Linked DNA regions of Mus musculus: region 1 is linked to region 2. Evidence: chromatin contacts called from public promoter capture Hi-C data. All regions are on one chromosome and are shown on one strand. Each heading gives the region's core, a stretch centred on a gene start, on an enhancer-like site or on the middle of the called end of the contact. The rest is flanking DNA. Distances are from core to core; before and after follow the strand shown. Region 1 overlaps Fam168a (family with sequence similarity 168, member A). Region 2 holds the start of Plekhb1 (pleckstrin homology domain containing, family B (evectins) member 1).

What was found. Promoter capture Hi-C pulls out the DNA fragments that hold promoters and counts their contacts.
Region 1: a promoter capture Hi-C map of the C10 cell line shows a contact between it and region 2. The contact joins the enhancer-like site here to the promoter of Plekhb1 in region 2. A contact is called at or near these places in 12 of 39 promoter capture datasets (the 3T3-L1 cell line, 3T3-L1-derived adipocytes, the C10 cell line and 8 more), 1 of 484 Hi-C or Micro-C datasets (bone marrow-derived macrophages), 8 of 115 datasets of contacts at active chromatin or transcription factors (the HPC-7 cell line, cardiomyocytes, embryonic basal ganglia and 4 more) and 4 of 9 other capture datasets (adipose tissue, liver, macrophages and 1 more).

Annotation. Positions count from the first base shown.
Region 1 is chr7:100,835,901-100,842,600 of GRCm38.p6, reverse strand. It overlaps Fam168a (family with sequence similarity 168, member A), which reads right to left. Exons shown (of 9, transcript NM_001362169.1): 9 at 955-6,577. Among named protein-coding and RNA genes, the nearest start is that of Relt, 24 kb to the left of the region's middle. Within about 2 kb of position 2,475, at least 52 of the 459 cell types and tissues checked have an H3K27ac peak or open chromatin away from gene starts, as enhancers often do.
Region 2 is chr7:100,660,988-100,667,598 of GRCm38.p6, reverse strand. Plekhb1 (pleckstrin homology domain containing, family B (evectins) member 1) reads left to right here and starts at 5,205. Exons shown (of 9, transcript NM_013746.3): 1 at 5,205-5,441; 2 at 5,607-5,680. The coding sequence starts at 5,663.

The sequences.
Region 1 (6,700 bases), core at 1,226-3,725, 180 kb before region 2:
CAAAAAAACAAAAAGAAAGAGTCCTTAATGACAGGCTTGTATGAGGCCCTGTGGGTTTGTAGTAAGTCCTGTAATAAGCCACCTAGCTCCTCTTGATTTCCTGACACTCCCTCACTGCTCTGAGGAGAGGAGGAGATCCCGTCTCTTAAGAAACCACCTCCTCTGAGATGGGCCTGCATTCTGGAACCAGACCAAGGATGAATTCCAACTTCACCTTAGCCAAGGCCCTTACCTCCCACGTGGGACAAAGAGCAGAGCTTCCCCTGCAGCAAGGTATAAAGACCTCAAAGGTCAACACGCAGAGGTGAGCAGCAAGCCATCCACAGCCACTCAAGAAACCGCAGGGTTTTGTTACCGCTTCCCCCTCTTTTTCTTTCTTTTGGTGCTGGGGGGGTCCCTGCTGCACACATATACCACTGAGCTATACCTCAGCCTCAGTAGAAGCCAGGCCTTTAACAGCTTCCCTGGATCTCCATCGTATTATATGATCCAGGCGCTGAACTTACCACTCCACAGCTCCCATCCACTGTGCCCCCTCCCAGGCCAGAGAGGACATGGAACACTGCAATGCTTGATTTCTTTCCTGAGATCATACGTGCACTGGTGTATAAATGCCTATGTGTGTATGAATTTTATGTGTATGAATGGTGTTTCCAAAGACCAGAAGGCAGCACGGTATCCCCTGAGTTATAGACTGTTGTGAACCACTATGGGTTCTGGGACTCAAACCCTGGCCCTTTGTGAGAGCAGCCTGTGCTCTAACCATTGGGTGTATCCTCAGCCTTTGAGTTACAATCCTACCCCAGCCTCCGACGTACTGGGGCTCCAGGTGTGTACTCACAACAGGTTAAAAAGCAGCTTAGAATGCCCTGGGGGAGGAGCAGCGCAGGGACTCACTGGCTGGAGGAGGTCTGTGCCTCCCTCACCCAAGACACACGTTTTGGTTTTTGTTGGTTTTTTTTTTTTTTTTTTGGAAACTTTCTTTTAATAGTTGTTGAATGTTCTACAGCTTACAGTAAATATCATAGTTACAAACTCTTGGCTTCAACCATTCAGAGTGATCACTATCTGATCTTCAAAACAAAGCAAAACCCAAAGGAATCCAAAACAACAAAGCCAGATTTACACTTCATACACACAAGCGTGGCCACAGGGCTTTCCAATCTTTACACTCCAGGCTGTATTTTGAAAACATCTATAAATTATTTGATCAAACTACTTGGAAGACACTGGTCAAAGGTTTATTATTATAATTATTATTATTTTTAAATGTTTTTTATTTGTTTTAAAATGTGAGTTCCAATAAAATTTAAAAATTAGATTCCAACCTGTAGGTTAAAATGAATTAAAAAATACAAAAATCATACACAACGCTCTCTTCACAGGGATGGTCCATGCCATGAGAACAAGCTTCTCTGTCATGTGCTATGAAAGAGGGGTGCAGATGCCTTGAAGACAGGAAGGGGACAGGCCCTGGGCCTTCAAAGATAAAAGACAACTCCAAGGTGCAGGAGGCCTAGCCTTGCATCACCTTGTAAGGAGCTTGGTTCACAAGACAGATCCAGTTGATCTGGCTGACCTGAGGTCTCTGGGCCAGTCCTATTCTTCATTTAGTCTGACTTTCATGCATGAGGAGGATGGCTGAGCTGGGGTCTAGGACAGAGGATGCTAGGGTCAAACCCAAAGCAGATTCCTGTGGGCTGCTGCTATCTGTAAAGCTGTTTTAAATCTGTTCTCTTGGGAAAGAAAATTGTCCCTCAGGCTGGAAAGGATAAAGGGACACACTGCCACCGCAGGGCTACCTAAGGGCTACCGAAAGCAGCAGCCACGGTAAGGAAAGCAAGTGCTGCTTGTCTTCTGTGTCCCTCTTTGACTCTGTGGCCACTAGTTTCAACTCCTATATTCTTAGCTGGCCTTCTGGCTGGCATTAACAGTTTATAAATTAGGAAATACCCACAGGAGAAACTGAGAGTGGGACCCAAGTCTAGGTCAGGCGAGTTTGGCCATGGAATGTTGAAGCTGGCCTACTGGGAATTTTGAAAGCTGAGCCCTGGAACCACATAATGCCAAATTTCACAATTTTTTTTTTTCTTTTTTTCCCCCTAGGAGAGCGAACAGGGGTAGGAAAAGGACAAACCTTGCTGCCAGCCCGGCATGTCCACAGAAGTCTGTCTAGAGGCTCAGGTGTTGTCTGAGCAGGAAACCTAGCCAAGATGTTTCCGCTGCTTTGCTCTCCTTTGTCCACTCCAACCCAGGCTGCCCTCCTTCTCTAGTCTCCCTAGCTTGACAAGATACTTGGGGCCACACACTCAGCAGTCATGTAGTTAACTCAAGATGGAAAAGCAGAGCTCACTGAACATGAGTCACACATGGGATGATGACTGATTCTGCCAGAACGCTGTGAAGACCAGAGCCCATAGCAGGGGCAAGATATCTGATATGCAGGGAACTAAGCCTGGTTCAGCCAATGCCTTATCTGATGTGTCATGTCTGCACAATACAGATGCCAGAACTTGGTGACCAAGGGATTTGTGCTACTTGTATGCTCTCCATGACTCATTTCTGAAAGCTATTTAGAACAGAGCATCAAGCCTTCCAAAGAAACACTGCTAGGTCTCAAACGTAGAACTGCCCTGATGGCCAGAAAGCACTGGGATACATGGGACACAAGTTAGTTTCTGGTTCTCAAATAAACCTTGTACTCCAGTCCAGACATGCTTTCAGTAGTTCAGGCTTATACCATGCCCCGTTAACGTACTTTGTTGGATCTGGACAGGAGCCAGATGGACAGATTGTGCAGGCTTTCCAGAAGCAAGACTCTTTGTTGAAAGATGGACGATACTGTCCTCAATTATCTTCAGTACTAGGCAGTTGTCACCTTCAGTGTCCTGAGTTAGGTCTTTTGTGGCAAATTCCTATCTGTACTACCAGCTGGATCTATCTATCTCTGGGTCTCCAGGGCCCATTATAGGTCTTGGCCCAAAGCAGAAATTCTTAAAAATCTGCTCAGCTGATGGACCGGAGCTCCCCAAGTCTTCATAAACGCTTCTGTGTGGGGTAGCAAGTAACCCCTTCTTTCTTCAAGCAAGCTTACACTCGAGATCCAGTAGGAGGCAGCAACAAGAATAGAGGATCAGAAGAGTCTAAATCTTGGCTCTTTCACTCATGAGCTATGTGTCCTTTGGCAAGCCTGTGACCCCTTCATAGCATCACGATGCATACCCTGCCTCCTATCTTTAGAGGTTTTGGCAATCAAAGTCAAAGTACTTTACAAAAAGAGGTCTGGACAGATAGATGTGTGTCCCTGATGAATATTCAGGGAAGGGGGTGCACTTTAGGGCATTCCTGGGATAACGAGAAGGAAAACGTGGTTTATCTTATAGGAAGAAAAATAGGGCTTTTGTTTGTTTTTTGTTTTGTTTTGTTTTAAGCATGACAAGAGACTCTCAGGCTTTCACTAACTGTGAGTAGTCCAGTTTCCAGACTTCCTGGCCCAGGGTGGATAAAGGTGAACAAATGGTGATAAGGGAGGCTGGTGAACAGAGGCACCTCTCCTTCAGGCACCTCTCCTTCAGCACTGCACTGGGGAGGGGAAAAGGTGTGGACAAGGTGTCTGTGTATGGTGATGCCAGTGTGGCAGCTCATGGTCATGTGCACACCCCTCATCCTATGGTGAGGGGACCCTTCCAGCTCTGGCCTCCTCTGTCTTGACCACTGAGCCTCCAGACTGTTTAGATGATACCTAGAGTATTCCTGCCAGCTACGTGTCACCTTGCCAGCTGTGGTCACATAACCCCCTGTGCCCTAGGGCTCAGTCCCTTCACTATGACTCCCTAAGCTTGGCTAGACTTGTGGATCTCTATCAAACAAAAGGGTGAGGCCAGCTTTTGTGCTCTTACTAAAAAGAGTTAATGGGTCTGGTTCTTCTAGACTACAGCATGCCAATACTTGGTTTTCACCTTGGGACTTTTCTGCTCTTGAATCCCAGATGAGGTGCAGAGCACAGATGCTTCAGAACATGAGCCTATGTTTGGATCAGGCCTGGAGAGAACAGCGCCAGCAGGGGGTTCCTTACCAGAAAGTCCCTGTACTTTTCGGAGCCTTGGAACCTCTATGAATTAAATAGCAGGCTCCATGCCTTCATCTGTCAGGGCTAACCCACATGAACAGTGAGGGGTGCAAACAGCTTTTATTTACTGGTGTAGAAAGAACAAACATGAAAAGGCCACTCCTGGGTCTGTGTTTTCCTCTGCCACCAGGTCACCTGGAGACCGTGGGGTCTAGGTAGCCTGCCAGGATCCCAGCAGTGAGCTCACTTTGGGCCATTTCATTTCTCCTTAGAATCTATCGCATCACTTGTCAAGTGAGTGGAATAACCGACCCTGTTGCTTGCTCTCAGGGTCAGTATATTAAAGGTCATGAAGTGCTTTGAAACTAATGAAGCACCTAACAAATGTAACCTACAATTACCACCACCTTTATCAGTTTGGCATTTTTTAACATGTTAGACATGATCTCTAGCAACCTTCATCCACCTCTACAAAACCACAGAGGACAGGGAGAGGTGTTATAAGATCAGATTAACACTGGAAAACTTTGTTTTAAAATGAAACCTTGTCAGCACCCCAGAACAGCTGAGTTTTCCTGGTCCTGAAGTTCCTGGGAGACCAGGAAGGTAGCAGCCTTAACTTCTGGCTCTTTGCCACAGACGCTGAAGAACTCTGACCCCCTGGGGACAGTCAGACTGTTTCTGAGGTCATTCCAGCTCAGTGGTTTCCTTTTTTTTTCCTTTAGGGGGACTTGGGAAATAGGAAGGTGATGTCCAAGTTTAAAATGAATTTAAAATGAAAATAATTCAAGTCTGAAATATTACCAGTGATCCAATTTTACACAGTAAGGTATTCCTGTTCCACCCAGGGAAGATGTCGGCTTTGCTAGCTGTGCACAGGAGGGTGGCTGGTCGGGGTCCCTCTTCTCCCAGATGTGACTGTATCTGCTTGGCCTCATTCATGTGCACCTCTCTGGGTGGCTCCCACTCTTCCTCTCTTCTTGGGATAAAGAGCTACTGTCCTAAGTGCACAGGCTCTCCTTCCAGTCAGCCCACCTACTCCTTTTCCTGGAGTGGAGTCAGGTTCAAGATGAACATTCCAGATGTCTTCATAGGTTTTCCAAGTGTAATTTCTATTTCTGCCGCCTGCTCTATGTGGCCTCTCTTAGCCCCCACCTTTGGAGTCCGTGGGGGAACAGCAGAAACAAGCCCAGAGGTCATTACAGAGCTCACCAGATGTGGCACTGCTGACTTAATTCTTACAAAGTCAAGCCAATCCATCCCTAGCAAAATTTTTGTAGGTAAAATGCCAGTAGTAGGACGGCTGCATTTAATGCTAATTTACAGTGAGGTTCAGAGAAGTCCTTTCTGCTTCTCTGGGCCTCAGTTTCCTCATCTGTCAGATAGGGGACTGGGTGAGATGATGGATGCTAAGGTTCCTTCAGTTCCATGAGTATGAAATGATTATTGCTATTGTTTTCCTTCACTATCCTGACCTTCAGAACCGCCAGCTCCCACCTGGAATGTGGTTCCTTCACTTTGGCCGTGACATGGCACAAGGTAACCAAGAGCTTGGCCTGCCTGCCAGCCCCACAGACAGACGTGTGCGTCCGGCACGGGGAAGGGCAGAAGGGCAAGGGAGAGAAATGCCACCAGTTCCTACTCTCATCAGGAGGAAGCGCCTCAGGAGAGGTCCTCGAGGCTCAGGCTGGGTGTGGGATTATGCGAAGCCTCTGGATGCTGGTATCCCAGCACATGCAGCTGTTTGGCAGGTCTGAGGTCAAAGCATCTCTGAAGGAAGTGCCAGGTCAGTTAACATCACTGTGCAAATCAGAAGGTCCAGGCCCAGCAGTGGGGCCGGAGACCTTTCAAACCAGAGCTAAGCACCCTCCTGCCCTTCTTCACACTACCTCCCTCCCCAGTGTCTTCCCTCCCTCCACCCTTCCCCAAACTCTCTGCTTTCCCAGGTTCTGAGCCTGGGGACATGAAGCTGCTAACATTCCTACATAACCAGGTGGGTTTGTTCTTGGTCTGTTGTGATGGTTCTTAGATATTTCTTTCTTTTTGAACTAATCTTGCTTCAGAAAATGACAATCTGACAGAGATGTGGCCTTCTCGACAGCTTCAAGTCCCTACTCCACACGGAGGGCCACATTTGTTCTGCTCTCCAAACGAATCTAGCCTTTAGATGAACCATCACAATAAACCTCACTCTCTGCTTGCTACTAGACCGGGGTCCCAGGGACAGGATGCTGAGGGAAGGGAAGAAGCAGAGAGGACTGGGCCTGGCTAGGTAGGAAGAAGGGCTAGAGCAGAAGGGTGTGGCTAAGAGGGAGGCACGAGGGGAGGCTCCTAGGAGATTAGAAAAAGCAGCTTTTACAAAAACCAAAAATAAAAATCAAAACCATTAAAGATGCATAAAGTGACCCTTGCACTTCCGTTGTCTCTTCTTGCAATAGAGGTGGTGCTGCTAGGAGACTGCTCAGCACCGGTAAGACTCGAGTAGTTGCATACAATGTGACTCCAGATCTGTGGAAGAAAGGAACACCATTAAAGAGAGTGACACTCTACAGGCGACTCGAGATCACTGGACTCTCTACCCCCATCTTGGGAGCCCTAAATGGAGCCCTCCATGCCTTCCCAGGGGAGCAG
Region 2 (6,611 bases), core at 3,956-6,455:
TGGTCATGTTGTCTCTTCACAGCAATGAAACACTCACAGGACTTTTTGGTTGAGACAAACATACCCGCTGGAAGAATACTGTATTCTATAGAAAAATATAAGTAGCATACTTGAATTTAGACTCGATAAGCCTGTCCACTATTCCCTAAACTACATACAGTTTATGAGCTCTCCATCCACCACACACATCTCAAATAGTGAATGCTTTCTTCTGTGCCTAGAGTTCCAGGTACCAGGTTAGAAAAGTTACTTGTTGGCTTTTTCATTACAATAAGTTTTAGTTGGTTTAACAAAATAAACCAAGGCTATCTCAGAGCCCAGACTTGAGCTGAGAATCCCAGTGTGATCTCATGTCAGCCCACACTATTTACACTTTCTACCCAATAAGATTAAAAGCAAACCGCTGGGACTCAGGAATACCTGTATACCATCCCAGTACTCAGAGGCAGAGGCAGGAGGATCTCGAAGTTCAAGGCTAGCCTGGTCTACAAGGCAAGTTCTAGGATAGCCAGGGCTACATGGAGAAACTGCCTCAAACAAACAATAAAATAAACCAGGGGGACAGTGAGATGGCTAAGCAGGAAAAGGTACCAAGCCACCAAGCCTGAGACCTACCCAGGACTTACAGGATAGAAGGAGAGGAGTGATTCCAAAAAGTTGTCTTTGACCTCCACATACCTGTGATGGCATGTGCACTCCTGTACACACACACACACACACACACACACACTCACACACACACTCACACATACTACACACTCTATGCATATATATTTACAATATGTTTAGTCTGTGTGTGTGTGTCTGTGTGTATGTGTCTGTGTCTCTGTCTCTGTCTGTATAAGTGTTTGCCACATGTGTGAGGGTGCCTAAGAAGGCTGGAAGGTGTGAAATTCCCCTGGAGCTGGAGTTACCCAACAGTGTGGATGCTGGGAACTGCACTCTGGTTTTTTAGAAGAGCAACCAGTGCTCTTACCTGCTCAGAAATAGCTCCCAATCTTCCACCTAGAATTCTCTCTCTCTCTCTCTCTCTCTCTCTCTCTCTCTCTCTCTCTCTCTCTCTCAAAGACAGCAGGATTTCACAGTAACATAAACATAAAAATGGAATTCTTTATGTTGGCCAGACTGATCTCAAACTCACAGAAATCCCCCTGCCTCTACATCCTGAGTGCTGAGATTAAAGGCACAAGCCATCACACCTGGTGCAATAGGTTTTTAAAGTAAAATAAAAATGAACCAACAGTGTCTGGCTGGGGCTGTGCATACCTGTACCCTCGGCACTTGAAAGGCAGGAGGAGCTTGAAGCTAGCCTGGGTTTCACAGTAGGATCTTGTCTTAAACAAACACAGAAACACAAAAATCTAAAGGAAAGGAAAGAGGGCAGTTCCCATGTGTGAACTGCCCTGGGGCTCAGTTGGGGCTGCTCACCTTCACTCAGAAAGGTGCAAGGTTTCTCTCCTTTCTATCTGGCCAGAGCTAGAGTGTGCTTTCTTGCTTGCTTTAGGATTCTCCTAAGCCCCTCTACCTGCTGTGTCTGTCATGTGGCTGACCTCCCTGTCAGCTTAACTCAGGCGGCAGAGCTTTTTCTGTCTCCTTTCTCCTCTTGACTACAGCTTGTCTATCCCAGAGTAAAACTTTAAAAAAGGAAATGGATGTGGGGCATGGAGAGACGGCACAGCAGTTAAGAGCACTTGTTGTGCCAGGCAGTGGGAGGCAGAGGCAGGCAGATTTCTGAGTTCGAGGCCAGCCTGGTCTACAAAGTGAGTTAGTTCCAGGACAGCCAAGGCTACACAGAGAAACCCTGTCTAGAACCCCCCCACCAAAAAAAAAACCCCAACCAACCAACCAACCAAACAAACAAAAAAAACAACCCCCAAACCAAACCAACCAACCAAACAAACAAACAAAGTACTTGTTGCTCTTCCAGAGAATCTGGGTTCAGTTTCCAGCACCCACGTGATAGCTCAACCATCTGTAACTCCAGTTCCAGGCATCCAACACCCTTTTCTGGCCTCCTCAGGCACCATATGGTACACAGACAAGCATGCAGGCAAAGCTCCCATACATATAAAATAAAAATTATTAAATCTTAAAAAAAAACCAAGAAAAAAGAAGTAGGGTTGGAGAGGTAGCTGAGATAGGAGCCCTGGCTGCTCTTTCAGAGGATCCATGTCAATTCTAACACCTACACGGCAGCTCACAATCATGTGCCACTCAAGTTCTGGAGAATCTGCTGACCTCTTCCAGTCTCCCTGAGCACCAGGCACACACGTGGTGCCAGATATATATGCAGGGAAAAATCCATACACATAAGTAATACATTTTTAAAAGATTGATTCATTTATTTTATGTATGTGGGTACACTGTAGCTGTCTTCAGACATACCAGAAGAAGTCATTGGATCCCACTGCAGATGGTTGTGAGCCACCATGTGGTTGCTGGGAATTGAACTCAGGAAGAACAGATAGTGCTCTTAACCCCTGAGCCATCTCTTCAGCTTTGATAAGTAATACTTTTGTAATTAAAAACAAACAAACAAATACTCAATGAATTTCCAGAGTTTATATTTAAAAGGTGTTCCTCTCTCCCTGGGGAAAGTCTGCTTTTGCTTTTTTTTATCTATCTATCTATCTATCTATCTATCTATCTATTTATTTATTTTTGAGCTGGTTTTGCTCTATAGTCCAGGCTGATCTTCCTGCCTCAGCTACCCAACTGGTTACATTACAGGCATGCCCACAACCTGTTAGCTCACCTTTTATTAACTTCTTGGAGCCAGTCATTGTCCAGGGACACATACCAAATCTGGCTGTATTTAAATTCAGTATTGGTGCTGGGTAGTGGTGGTGCATGCCTTTAATCCAAGAACTCGGGAGACAGAGGCAGACGGATCTCTGAGTTTGAGGCTAGCTTGGTCTTCAGAGTGAGTTCCAAGACAGTCAGGGCTACACAGAGAAACCCTGTCTGGAGAAAAGCAAAGTACAGACCCAACCAACCAACCAAACAATTCAGTATCTAGATCTGTGGTTTTGGTTTTCCCAGCTTCCTTCTTTTCCCTGTCTCTGCATCCTTCTTTATGAGGCTGATGGAGAATCTTTTCATTGAAGTTTGCACTGCTGTTGGAGAATCTTCCCTTTTCTTCTGGTTGCTAAATCCGGAGAGTGTAATCTGGGAGATGTTTGCACCGCCCCTCCCCCACCCCTCTGAGGAAGATGCTTAGCTGCCCATCTAAGGAGGGGAGGAGGAAGAACCAGAGAGGATTCTGGCGGGAGGTGGCAGGACCAAGGTTCAGACTCTGAGGCCAGCTTGCTTGGTTGTTTCCTCTCTCCTCCCTTCTCTCCCTGGCTTCCTTCAGTCCTTCTGCAATCAGCCTCCTGGATCCTCTCTGCTTCGCCCATATAGAAATCGTGGTTGACAAGGAGATACTCTCAAATGCTGGTCTCTGGCAGCTCTGAGTGTAGACAGGTGGGTGAGGCAGTAGGCGGGACCCTCTAGTGTCACAGTCTTGGATGCCTCTGGAATTGGGACACTTAGCCCTGTAAGTGTGACAGCATTAGTGAAGACTTAGGAAGTCAGGATTCCTCAGTCTATGGCTGCGACTGGCATTTCAGCTTTCAGGCAGACCTACTCACAAGGAATCCTCAGCCCTTGGTGGCGGTCAGCGTTACAGCTGACCGGCCCTAAAGACTTATTGGCTCCTTCCGCGACCGGGGCTAGTCTCAGTTCTCCTAGCTCTCTTGCCATCTCTCTGCCTCTGTCACCCTTCTTTCTGTCCTGACAGCTTTTCTTTAACTGTTAAGCACCTTGTCACCTTGCCACCTTCATGGCCAGTCTGTCAGTGCCACTCTTCTGTCCCTGCCGCTTCTTCTATCAGTTACCAGCTGACATGTACCACAGTAGGTAAGAAATTGCCCGGAGAAGCTTTCTATTAGGCCTAATGAGCAACACCAGAGAAGGAAGGTGTCTTTGGTGACTAAATGAGGCTGAGCAACCCACTTATACAGTCAGCGGCCTCGTGTTGGACCCATCTCCTCCTGACCGCTTTAATGCCAGTCACAGGCACGGAGGGAGGTTTGCTTTTGGAACAATCGATGCTTTGCTTCTGGAGAACAGTTACAGCAGTCCCTCTCTAGGCCACTAGAGGACGCGTGTCCCTCTCTAGTAGATGGAGACAGCTGGTCGCAGCCGGTTCACCTAGAGTTCACCAAGCCTAGTAATCCAAACCGCTGGAAACAGCCCAGGCTGAAGCTGCTTTCCGGAGTTGGCGTCATCAGCTGTTATCCTGCGCATCCCCGTGGCTGTTTGACTTAAAAGCCTTTTTTTTTTTTTCCTCAAGGTAACCAGAGCAGCAAAGGAGAATCTTCAGAGCTGCTAATGAGGGAGTCAGATCACCCTGCCCCCAAACCTCTGCGTATGTGCAGGAAAATGAACTTCAGGAGTATCTAGATGAGAATTTAACTGATCATTATCAACATAATAGCGACTATAGAAGTATTTTAGCGGCTTAACCTGCCAATATTCTCGGGAGAGATAGCTCCCTGTCTCCCTTCCTTCCTTCCCGTTCCTTTCCACTCTTCCCTCCTCCCTTCAACTTCCTTCTCTTTTTCTTCCATCTGTCTATTTCTTTTTTTGTTTTTGTTTTGTTTGTTTGTTTGTTTGTTTTTTGTTTTTCGAGACAGGGTTTCTCTTTATAGCCCTGGCTGTCCTGGAACTCACTTTGTAGACCAGGCTGGCCTCGAACTCAGAAATCCGCCTGCCTCTGCCTCCCGAGTGCTGGGATTAAAGGCATGTGCCACCACGCCCGGCTCTTGTTTTGTTTTTTGAGACAGGGTTTCTCTGTGTAGCCCTGGCTGTCCTGGAACTCACTCTGTAGACCAGGCTGGCCTCAAACTCAAATCCGCCTGCCTCTGCCTCCCAAGTGCTGGGGTTAAAGGCGTGCGCCACCACTGCCCGGCATCTGTCTCTTTCTCTCCTTCCTCCCATCCCGGTTATAGAAAGGAGAAAAATTAGTCAAAATTGGGTAGGGTTGAGACTTTCCAGAGACCAGAGAATGAGTTAAAGGCACAGAGATGAAAAACAGCGTAGTTTGAAAGATGCGGTTGCTGGGGCTGCTAAGAGGGGATGAGCTACTGGCTAATAGGATCTGTTGTGCTAAATCCCCCAGAGCACGCACAGCACGAAAGGGCTGAAGCACTGGGGTGGCTCTGGGTCAAGATTAAAGAGACCGGGGAGCCAAGAAGGGAGACTTAAGGAGCCAGGCCGCACAGCCACGACTGGGGAGATGGAGATGGACACAGCCTGCTAGGCCTCAGAATGAAAACTTAGCCCTGCCCTAAACTGGGCCAGAGAACCTGCCTTGCCCCATCTCCAGTCTCCTTTATTCCACCCTCCTCCCTACCCTATCTTGGAGACCTGGATCAACACCACCTCGGAATCACCAGGTGACTTGGCCAAAAACAGAAGGACAGAGGAGATCTCAGCCAGGAAAGCCCGGGAGGGGGCTGGAAAAGAGGGTGACTTTCTTTAGGACTGGTGCGGTCCCTCCCTACCTCTCCCTTCAGCGCCTGCTTGGTAGCTCTTTCCTGATCCCTTTATCTCTAAGGCAGAGTCAAGCCCCACTTCTGGAACCTTCTTGGGGATGCAGCTCTGACCATCAGGAACCATGAGCCCGGCAACCCCGGTAAGGACGAGTTTCTGGGGTAGGAAGAAGTAAGGGGGGGGCTTCCCAAATAGGTAATGCCCTGGTCTCTGGGATTCTCTGCTCCTGCAGAGGTGGGGAATGGACTGAGCTAGTCAAAGTAGCGACTGTGGAGGGTCGGATCCAGGGGACAGGACCATGTAACCCGCTAATCATATGACCTAACCCCCTGTTTTGACCGTATTTCCCCCAGGCAGTCACTATACACACGGTCCACTGCCTCCCAGTCCTTGTTCTAGCCTGGTACCCTCTGCAGCGCTATCCCTTGCCAACCCACATCTTCTCCCCAACCCCTCATTCATCTTCTAAGCCTACTAAAGACCTGGACTTTCCAGCAGTGCTTATGTGAGGTTCTTTGATCCACACTGGGGAAATGTTACTTCCCCTTCACGACCCCTCAGCTTCCTTGGGGAAGCCTTTCTGAACCCCTTGGGCAAAGAGCGACTTCCTCCTGGGTAAGCCACACTCTTTGCATTGGCTACTTTCACCTCCAGTCTCCTCCAGTAGACTGGTAGCTAGAGTTGTATTGGGAGGGCTCCATGCTGCGTTATAGCACTGTGGTGCTTTACAGAGCTAGAGAACGCTAACATCCGAAACCGGGATGGAGCCTGGCTTCTCTCTGCACTCTGTGTGTGTGTGTGTGTGTGTGTGTGTGTGTGTGTGTGTGTGTGTTGTGATGTGTAGTTTGTTTGAAGAGTTGTTTGTGAAGTGGTAGTGAGGAATCTAATATATAGCCCAGTCTGGCTTTACTATGTAGCCAAGGCTAGTCTGTGATTTCCCAGTCCTGCTGTGTCAGCCTCCCAAATATGGTCCACCCCACTCTGTTTTTTTTTTTTTTTCCTACTCAGGCATAATTTCCACTTATTTTTGTTTCCAGAGAGTATTATTTTCTTCAGTCTGTAAAGGACTTGGG